Regions from separate parts of the Mus musculus genome. Here region 1 is linked to region 2. A link is a contact called in public HiChIP or PLAC-seq data. All regions are on one chromosome and are shown on one strand. The core of a region is the stretch at or near the end of the contact, and the rest is flanking DNA. Distances in the headings are between cores, read along the strand shown.

What was found. HiChIP or PLAC-seq counts read pairs in DNA pulled down with a chosen protein or histone mark.
Region 1: a contact with region 2 is called in a FOXA1 HiChIP or PLAC-seq map of pancreatic cancer cells. The contact joins two enhancer-like sites. A contact is called at or near these places in 1 of 39 promoter capture datasets (pre-B cells), 1 of 484 Hi-C or Micro-C datasets (the G1E-ER4 cell line) and 1 of 115 datasets of contacts at active chromatin or transcription factors (pancreatic cancer cells).

Annotation. Positions count from the first base shown.
Region 1 is chr3:123,336,006-123,340,738 of GRCm38.p6, forward strand. Sec24d (Sec24 related gene family, member D (S. cerevisiae)) reads left to right here. Exons shown (of 23, transcript NM_027135.2): 11 at 481-605. Among named protein-coding and RNA genes, the nearest start is that of Mettl14, 48 kb to the right of the region's middle. Within about 2 kb of position 3,041, at least 31 of the 459 cell types and tissues checked have an H3K27ac peak or open chromatin away from gene starts, as enhancers often do. A contact at or near this core is called in pancreatic cancer cells, where this site is marked.
Region 2 is chr3:122,468,281-122,473,563 of GRCm38.p6, forward strand. The region is part of intron 3 of Bcar3 (breast cancer anti-estrogen resistance 3); the gene reads left to right. Among named protein-coding and RNA genes, the nearest start is that of Gm34349, 9.3 kb to the right of the region's middle. Within about 2 kb of position 2,856, at least 60 of the 459 cell types and tissues checked have an H3K27ac peak or open chromatin away from gene starts, as enhancers often do. A contact at or near this core is called in pancreatic cancer cells, where this site is marked.

The sequences.
Region 1 (4,733 bases), core at 1,791-4,290, 870 kb after region 2:
TATATATATATATATATCCAAAGGAACTCATAAGAGAATATATCTGAAAATCATGATATTCCCATTAATAGAGCTTGGTTACAGCTTCCAAAAGAAATGTATACTCCTTTGTAGCATTCCTTCTCAGGGGCCCAAATGCATTCCCTCTGTAAGGGAGTGTGCTACATGCAGGGCTGGCTCAATACTTGACTTCCCTTCAGCAGTCATGGGAGGAGAGTCTCTGGAGATAAAAAAGCAAACCATTTCTGTTAAATATAATAGAAAGTTCATGTCATAACGTGGAAAATAAACAGGCTATTTTTAAAAAAAATCTTTTTATAGTGGTGGGGTATTGGGGTTCCTAGAAAGTTATTTGATCCACAGATGTTATAGCCTAGGTATTGAATGAAGCATCTGATAGTCTTCTAGCATTTGTTTATGTTTGATTATGAGGTATGCTTGCCTTGTATCGACTTCTGTGATGTGCTTGCTTCCCTGCAGAAGAATAAACCTCCCAGCCCACCAGCCTTCATCTTCATGATTGATGTCTCATATAGTAACATAAAGAATGGCCTCGTCAAGCTCATATGTGAAGAGCTGAAGACCGCGCTGAAGCGGCTACCCAAGTAAGGATGCTTGCTGCTGGCCTCCTGTGAATTACACCGTGTCACTGAGCTGAGCAGACTGGCTGATTAATATCGTTTGCTAATGAGAACATTATAGTCAGTTATAAATCAAACTACACCATTCTTTGGGGGTATTTAAAATGTCAGAGTGGATGTTTATAGAAAGAAAAGAAAATAGGAGAAAGAAAAAAAAAACAATGGTAGATAAATGAAACATCTCAAAGATACTTTATAAATTACAGGAGAATCCCAACTGTGTGTATGTGTGTGTGTGTGTGTGTGTGTGTGTGTGTGTGTGTGTGTGTGTAGGGGAGAAGTTTGGAAGCCTGTTCCACAAAAGCTGGCAGTTGCTGATAGTGGTGGAGTCCAAGGGTCCCAGAAAACTGAGCAGTTGTCATAGGAGAGAATGGAATCTTTTTAGCCAAATTCCCCTCTGCTCTTGTGATGCGACCAAGCTCCACACTGCTGCTTGTGTGTCCTGGCTTAGCAGTGTGAAGGAAGCCCCTGTCTCTGTCATTTCAGAGGTTCCCCATTCACCTGTAGCTGAGCAGGCGGCCACACCCTGCTGTGGTCCCTTCACTGCTGAGCTGCTTTTAAAAAGCTGGCTGGCCTGTAGCCTGCTTCAGGATGGAAAGGGGAAATAAAACTGATAGCAATTTTAACCGTAAAAATCTAATTGTATGCGTGCATAGCTGACATTACATTTGACAGAAAAAAAGAAAACAGATTTGCTTCGAAAGGTGAGTGAGGGGTTGCACATTTTTTTAAAAAATATAAATAAAAGAGAGGTTTGAAAAATTACAGGAAGTAGCTAATAGCATCCTTTCATTTTTCTCTATGGTCTCTCCTACTAAAACTGATATCATGGCTAGGTTTTTGTTGTCTCTGTGTACAAGCTAGCTGTTTGGGGCTGGAGCTAACACCTAGCATAGAGACAGGGGAGTAGGCCCTGAAGAGAGGATGGGGAGGCCAGGACCTGCTGTGCACCCCACACCTTCTCCCCATGGTGCTGAGCCATGGGGAGCAACATCTGGTCTGGACAGGGGTGTTTAGGTAAGGAGGCATTCTTTACCCATGGCGCTTCTTGGCCTCTGAATGCCTACCCCTCTGTAGTCTTTCCACCAGAATTGATGCTTTGTCTATGAGAAACTTGGACATGTGGGCTCTGGACCACCCCGGAGTGGTTTTGTTTGTGTCTGTTAAGATGAACTCATAATATTGTTGAGATGGTTTGTAACACGGGGAGGATGTTTGAAAAACACTGAGGTGACTTCAGACTGGCCTGAGGTGAAAAGCGAGCTGGGACCAGCTGCAGGTGGTGAGCAGAGGCCCCCATGCCTCAGAACTGCTGTGTCTCATGTTTTCAGAGTGACTCGAGAAGGATGGATTTTCCTGTTAGATAGTATGTGCTTCTTCGTGGGACTCTCCCATGGGCTGCTTTAAGTTCAAATCTGAGTTTTGCATTTAGTTTGTAAGAAACTGAGCCACCACACCAGTTTCTGAAAGCGGACTCTCCTTTTATAGTCCCTCACTAAGCCTAGCCTGCCTTCACCAACAGACACTCCCCAAGCCCTGGTTACCAGGGCAGTGGTGTGAAGTTTGCAGCATGGTGGTCTGAGATCTGAAAGCGCACATTCCACGTTCTCTCTATAACCAAACCCCCTGAAGCTCCTATGTGCGACTTTGGCAGAAGACTAGAGAGACAAGTTGAAGGCTACAGCTAGTTGCTCTCAACTCTGTTCAGATCTCTCAGAACTATACCATTTCTAGCTAAGTGGCTTCATTTTTAAAAAGATCCCTGGTGGCTTTCTGTCTGAAATTTGTCTTGGTCTCTGTGCCCTGTCAATTCGATTTCTCCTTTTGTACTAAAGCAAGCAATATTTTATTTTTAACATGTCAGACAACAGTCTGCGTGTGCTTGGTGTTCTAAAATGTTCTGAGTCTTCGAAAAAGAGAAGGTCCTTTCCCTCCTGTTTGAATTGTATCTGGCCTTGTAAAGTTTCTAGATTTCCTGACTCTTTTGGAACGAGGAGGAAAATCTTTAAAATCACTCACTGGTTATTCATATCAAAGTATTGGGTTATTTTGACTTTTTGTCTGTTTTCAATGTTGATAAATTAGAATATTAGAGATGGGGCTGGCAGGATGGCTCAGCTGGTAAGCACTTGCCTTCATTTCCCTTTCCTTTCTTTCATTTCAAGTGCGAGAGCCTGAGCTCAGTTAGTAAGAATGCCACACCCCTTGACTGGCAGCCAATCTAGCATAATTGTCGAGATTATGGCCGAAGAGAGGCTTTGCCTCAAAGGATGTGGATAAAGTCCTGAGGGTGACATCCTGCGCTGTCTGCTGGCCTTCATACGCTCATAAAAGTACACAGTCAGTACGAAAGAAAGCAACTGTTTAGAAAGGTTAAAGATTCATGAGTTTGGAATTTTGTGGCTTATCTAACGTTTGCAGTATCACCCAGCCAGATTTACGCCATCACACAGGCTGGCTGCAGTGAGAGAGGGCGGCTGAGAAGCAGGAGAGTAAGTAAGGCCCGTGAATCCCCGACATCTTCATGAATTACAGAGCCCTTCCCGTCCCCACAGACAGAGAGCCCTTCCTGTCCCCATGTAGAATCCTTTATATACCCTAAAAAATTAAACAAAATTAGTCATGTGACTCTCAAAATTATACAGAACTAATGTGGTAAGGCAGAGTCTCTTCATGTGGTATAATTTATATGTTACAGGGTTGAGGAAATTTTAGGGCAGTTATAACATTGAAGGAAAGTTTTTTTTTTTTTTTTTTGTTTTTTTGACAGTTTTGTGTTTGTTCCTCAAAATAAAAAGCCTCGAGTCTGTGGAGATGAGTGATAACGGATGTGAGATGTTCTGATTAGATGCTTTGTAAAAAGGTTAATTTAGATCTTCAGTGATCTCTGTGGATCCCAGCCTGCTCCTCCCATCCAGAATGTGCCCAAATCCAGTGAGAGTGAGCGGTGTCAGTCTGGAGGAGTGTGTGTATGTGCATGCGTGTGTGTGTGTGTGTGTGTGTGTGTGTGTGTGTGTGTGTGTGTGTTGCTTTATTCGATTCCATTTTAACTATGAAAAGAGAATCAGTCACTCATGATTTATCAGACGTTTTTCCTTGTGTGATGAGAGGTTGCTGGGAGACAAAGGTGAACGAATGATGTCCTGGTGAACTGTTGGTCAGATAAACTCGTGCCTTGTAGCATTTGTTTATTGCACACGTCAGTATTTCTAGCCAGGCTGATTTTAAACCTGAGTTGCACCATCATGGCTTGCTTTGGACTTCTATTCCAAAAGCAGCAGAGAGAAGGCCTTTATTTTGGCTCGCAGCTTAAGGATATACAACTCCATGGCAGAGGAGGGAAGTTGGTTACATCGCATCTGCAGTCTAGAAGTAGCAAGAATGAATACCGCTATACAGCACTCTGGAGCCTCTCCCCCTCCCCCTCCCCCCTTCCCTCCTCTCCCTCTCCCCCTCCCTCAGGAATTGTTTTTAATTATGAGTATGTGCACATGTTCCCAAAGGCTTCTATAGAAAAGAACTTCAGATTTCCCTGTAGCTGGACTTACAGGAAATTGTGCTTGACGTGGGTGCTGGGAACTGAACTCAGGTCCTCTGCAAGACTGCTACATGCTCTAACCACTGAGCCATCTCTCCAGCCAAGCTTTGTCTTTTTTTTTTTTATCCAGTCTAGGACACCCCCACTCTTCCCAAGGAATATTACTCCCCACATTCAGGATGAGCCTTTGAGCTAATCTAGAGACTCTGTCACAGACATGCCTGAAAAATCTGTCCCTGGGTTGATCCCCAGGCCACTCAAGGTAACAACCAGGACTAACCATTACAGGCTGTGATTCGCCATCCCAAAGTCCAGCATGTTTTACCAGCGTGTAAATCATCTTCAACAAAACTCCCGTTTCTCCATTGCAGCAGACTCTGGAGTGGCCCAGGGCTCGGGGCAGGGGGATAACTCTAGGGCTTTCCCTTCCATTACCGTCCGACGGCACTGCACACTCAGAGTCCAGGAAAAGTGCTGTACAGGGATTTGGAAACTGAAATTACTTCTAGCTGGCGGCCTCAGGAGCTTTCACAGAGGAGGAAGAAGTTATGTCG
Region 2 (5,283 bases), core at 1,606-4,105:
TTTTGTTTTGCTTTTTGCTTTTCACATTTCTCTCAGTTTACACATTTTTCTCTAATATACATATAATACTCATATAAAAAAAAACACTCCACCCCAACCCTCCTTTGGTTTTTAGTGTCAAGGTTTCTCTGTGTAGTCCTGGCTGTCCTAGAACTCACTGTTGACCAGGCTGGCCTTGAATTTAGAGACCTGCCTGCCTCTGCCTCCTGACTGCTGGGGTTAAAGGCATGTATATTACTGCCGCCGCCACCACCATGCTAAAACACTTCCTTTTTTATACCATAGTTCACTGCATGGATACACTAAAAATTTGTGGGTTGATCCAAATTATCTCAAACAAACTATAAATATATTAGAGAAAAATTCCTAAACTTCTAGTGTCAAGACCTTTTTACATTGTTAAAAATTGAGAGTCCTTTTTTTTTTTTTTTTTTTTTTTTTTTTTTTTTTTGGTGTTTTTGAGACAGGGTTTCTCTGTGTAGCCCTGACTGTCCTGGAACTCACTTTGTAGACCAGGCTGGCCTCGAACTCAGAAATCCGCCTGCCTCTGCCTCCCGAGTGCTGGGATTAAAGGCGTGCGCCACCACGCCCGGCTGAGACTCCTTTTTAAAAAATCCTTTAGTTATATGAGCTATAACTATTAATAATCATTGTGTTGGAGATTAAAATGAAGAAATTACTTGCATGTGTGTGTGTGGTACACGCATGTCCACATATATGTGGTTCATATGTCTCTGGTGATATGTGTTCTATGTGTTTGTGTGTGTGTGTGGTACATGCATGTCCACATGTGTGGGGTTCATATGTCTCTGGTGATATGTGGTGTGTATGTATGTGTGTGTATGTGTGTGTGTATGTATGTGTGTATGTGTGTGTGTGTATGTATGTGTGTGTATGTGTGTGTATGTGTGTATGTGTTATATGTATATGCACTTGTAGAGGCTCAAGGTACATATTGAATGTCTTCCTAGATTTCCCCCCACGTTACATATGGAAGCAGGATCTCTTGGTGAACCGGTTTGGCTAGTCTGGCTGGCCAATTTACCCCAGGGACCCCCAGCCTCTTGGATTATAGGCAGGCTGCTGTGTACAGCCAGCTTTTACATGGGTTCTGTGGTTGACCTCTGTGGTAACCCCCAGCCAACAATGGGAGGATTTTAAACATGTTCTTTATTCTATTTTTTGACATTTTATGTTTCCTTAGTGTGTTCATTTAAAATGAACGGTGCATAAATATGAAGTGCATATTTTTATGAAAAGATGGTCATTTTTCCAAGACAAACCCATCCAGGGGTAAGGACACATTGCTTTACCGTTTTGCAAGTCTCTTTACTGTCTGGCCGAAGAGAGCACAACTTCTCTTGGGTGTGCTTTTGGCGGTCAGTTTACTGGATCGTTTTGGTTAGATGCCTAAGAGACCCAGCTTCCACTGGTATGTGGTTTAAAAGGGCAGAAGTACTTTAGTAAGCAACTGTGTAAGATAATTACTGCTATCCTGCATGCTAATCTAGACCTTGGAGGGTGCCTCACCTGAGAGGTTAGACTCTGAAACCTCACCCGGCATCCTTTCTTCTCCGGTCTTTAAGGTCCATCTGTCTGTCTTGCAGTTTGAGTAGTGCTGTCGTGTGTAGGATATTTGAAGAATGTTGGTTCAAGGAGTTAGGTGGATCTCTCAAATGTTCACATGTCTCTTTGTATCCAATCAAAATGAGTTAGCCAATAGTCATCACTAATCTTCCCAGAAAAGTCATGAACGTGTAGATAAGCTATGAACTTCTTGGTGGTGAATACAAGTCCTTCAAAAATCCTAGTGTTCGACCGACAGCTCAAATCTTTGCTTTGGTAACAGACACTATTGGTTGTTTTCTTTGAAGAAACCACTCTGTTCATCCCTACCCCATCCCCAAAAACGTCTGCCAACTAAGTCCTCAAGTGGGAATAACCACAGGTTGTTAGTCTTTGTTAACTAAAGAATGCCGTTCCACGAGAGAGAGCAGCTCTTCAGTGGGTGATGCAGACCATTGGTTCCAGGCAGTCGCCGTGCCCGTATTCTGTGAGCCTTGACTCAATATAGAGAGTAAGTACTCCTCACAGTGTTGTCTACATCTTTTCTTACATACTGTGTGCTCGGGACGGTCAGGAGTGGAGACAGGATCAGTATAGCTGGCCCCTCTGCCTTGCTTCCTCTTAAGGAACCTGTTTCACCCAGCATAGGTTTCCCCCATCGGAGTGACTTGTTGACACAGCGTAACAGGCGACGAAAGTCTCAGTAGTATTATGAAAAGAAGCTTTAGTCTCCTGGACCTTGGACTTGGGGTTGGCCCGGCACTTAAGAACTGTAGAAATACTAAAACGTAAATAGCTCTTTGCTATTTATCTAAGTTGCCCCACACCCCATCTCAGCCTTAACTAACAATTGCGTTTATATTTAAAAACTGATTATTAATATAGAGAGATATTAACTTTTTATTTAAAATGAGAATATATTATGGAAATAACAGCTCTCAGACAGGGGCCTGTTCCTTACCACAGGGTGAGCTGTGAACCCTGTATAGCTCCTAACAGCGGAACATAACTAAATCATTAATCACTATATACTGCAAAGGGCTGGGCCAGAAGCCGTTGCTAATCTGTAATTACTTTATATTAAAGCTGTGCAAACCCAACTTTAGACGAGGCCAAGGCCCAATTTACAAAGATGCTATGCTTGGAGTTCCGTGCAGGCAAGGGATAAATTCATTTAGGGGGATGGATTTACGTGGGGCAGGCTGGAAAGGCACACTCTCCTGACCCATCCATTTTTATCAGCTGCCCAAGTGCACGCTTGCTCACTCCGTGTGTGGATGAGCTGGCCAGCCTCCATGCCTTTCTCTCTGGAAATGAGATAAGGATGTGTCAGACCCTGGGAATGAGAACATACTGTTTGGCCCTCTGAGGCAATTTCCCAGTTCTCTCCAGATGGCATCTAATTGTTTCTTGAATGACCTCAGTGTCCAGGCTGCAGGAACCTGGTCCGAGAGGCCATTCCACATATTTATTAGCTTGTGGATGAGAACTTACTGCATAAAGCCTCCATTCACCCTCTCCAAAGAGCTTTCTGTGCAGAAGAAGCTGCGAAGCTGATGGACCGCTTCCTGTGCCCCAAGGCTCCAGCTGGGCTCTGGTCTTTCCCAGGCCCAGGTGGCTGTGTTAGGATCGGGGTGTGTGTGCTCAGTTGAATTCATCCTGTGTGGACTCTCATCTCTGTGTCCTCCTGGTCTTTACAGAAGCGGCCTGGATCTGAGCAGAGCCAAGGCGGTGCGAGCTGAGAATTACCTCATTTTGCCTCGCTTCCTCCCAGTTTGGAATCCCAGGTTGCTTGCAGACTAAGAGACCAAGGCGATTATTTGGATTAAAATAAGAAAAGTCTGCCTTGGTTTCCTGTCTGCTGTTGAGATAAAACACTCTGGCTTAGGAGAGAAAGGTTTCATTTGACTTACAATGCCAGTTTATAGTCTGCTATTTCCAGGAAATCAAGGCAAGAATTTGAGGCAGCTGGTCACAACATGTCCAAGAACAGATAAAGGATAAAAAAATGCACACATGCCCACTTTCTCTCTACTCTTATACAATACAGGACCCAAATCCAAGGCGTGGTCCTGTCCACAGTGGGCTGGGCCTCCCACCTCAATTAATTTAATGAAGACAGTCCCCTCCAGGGATGGAGAGATGGCTCAGCGGTGAAGAGTGATTGCTGCCCTTGGCAGAGACTCAGGTTCAGTTCCCACCACTCACACAGCGGCTCGCAACAGCCTTAACTCCAGATCCAGGGGATCTTGCATCGTCTTTGGACTGCTGTGATCACTACATGCATGCGGCACATATACGTAACATACATCCAGACAGGACACCCACACTCATGAAATAAAAATAAATAATAAAACTCGAAAAATGGAAGAGAGACTCCCAGAGACATACATGTCTCAGAGCAACCCAATGTTGCCAAACCTCGTTAATCCTGACTTTCATCCCAGGTGATTTTAGAATGTATCAAGTTAACAGCTCTGTCACAAGTTCTAATCCAAACAGAGGATGGCAAAGCTGGCTCATTTTGTGTGTGTGTGTGTGTTGGGGGTGGGTATTGTGCCATTTCTCATGCCTGTGTGGGTGACTATTTGGGGAGCAGAGGATAGGTTCCCTACTTTTCTACATCTAAGATGAATAAAAACCACATCTCCAGAAATACATGTGCACGATTCTTATACATCCATCTGCCAAGGTGTTTGTGGACTTCAGTTTGAGAATCTCTACACAGCGCTCAGCGTTTCCTGGGCCCCTATTATATTTAGACGTCGTCACGCTGAATGTTGTGGTGACTATGAAGAAGAGATGGTTTCAAAGTCATTCTAACAGCTGTACCCGGGAGGCAGGGTGGAAGCTGGAGCTCGGAGCTGGGCATAAGGAAAGCCGTGGGAGGGAGAAGGAACTCCCCAAAGGCCCTGACGACTGAAAACCGGGGCTTCCAAGCCCTGAAACCCCAGCTGCAGAACACATCTAAGGGGGATCTGAATGTGTGTGGAGATGGTGTCAATTTCATGCCTTCAAGTTTTCCTCTTAGGTTTGACCACCAGAGGGGCTCCTGGCTTCTGGAAGTGGGTGGCTTTGCAAGATCTCTGAATCTGGTCCAATAGCCAAACGGCCTTTAAGAAATGCCCTCAGGGGGCTGGTGAGATGGCTCAGTGGGTAAGAGCACCCGACTGCTCTTCCGAAGGTCCAGAGTTCAAATCCCAGCTTGTGATGGTTGTGATGGTGGCTCACAACCATCCGTAATGAGGTCTGACTCCCTCTTCTGGAGTGTCTGAAGACAGCTACAGTGTACTTATATATAATAAAAATAAATAAATTTAAAAATGTCCTCAAGAAGTTTTAAGATAGTAGATCATGCCAGGGCCTGCTAAGGGGAAGTTGTAAGATGTTGGTTCACAGTTGCGCCTAGGCTGGGAGGGTGCTGTGCATGGCTCAAAGGTCACACTCCTACTCAGTGACACAGAACATCCTAGTTCCAATCTCCTTCTCCTCCCTAAAGGCAAACCATGTCTTCTCTATCCCAGAAAACTCAGGACAACTCAGTTCTTCCACATGTAAGTCCCTGGAGTAGACTGAGGAAGACCGTTCATTTCCACCTGCTGCTGACGCACCAGCGAAGAGCCCTGTTATTAACCGGGAAAATCATATACATGGCTTCATGCAGCGTCAGCCCGTGTCGGCTCCTTTTTAGCGTCTCTCAGACGCAGAGATGGCACA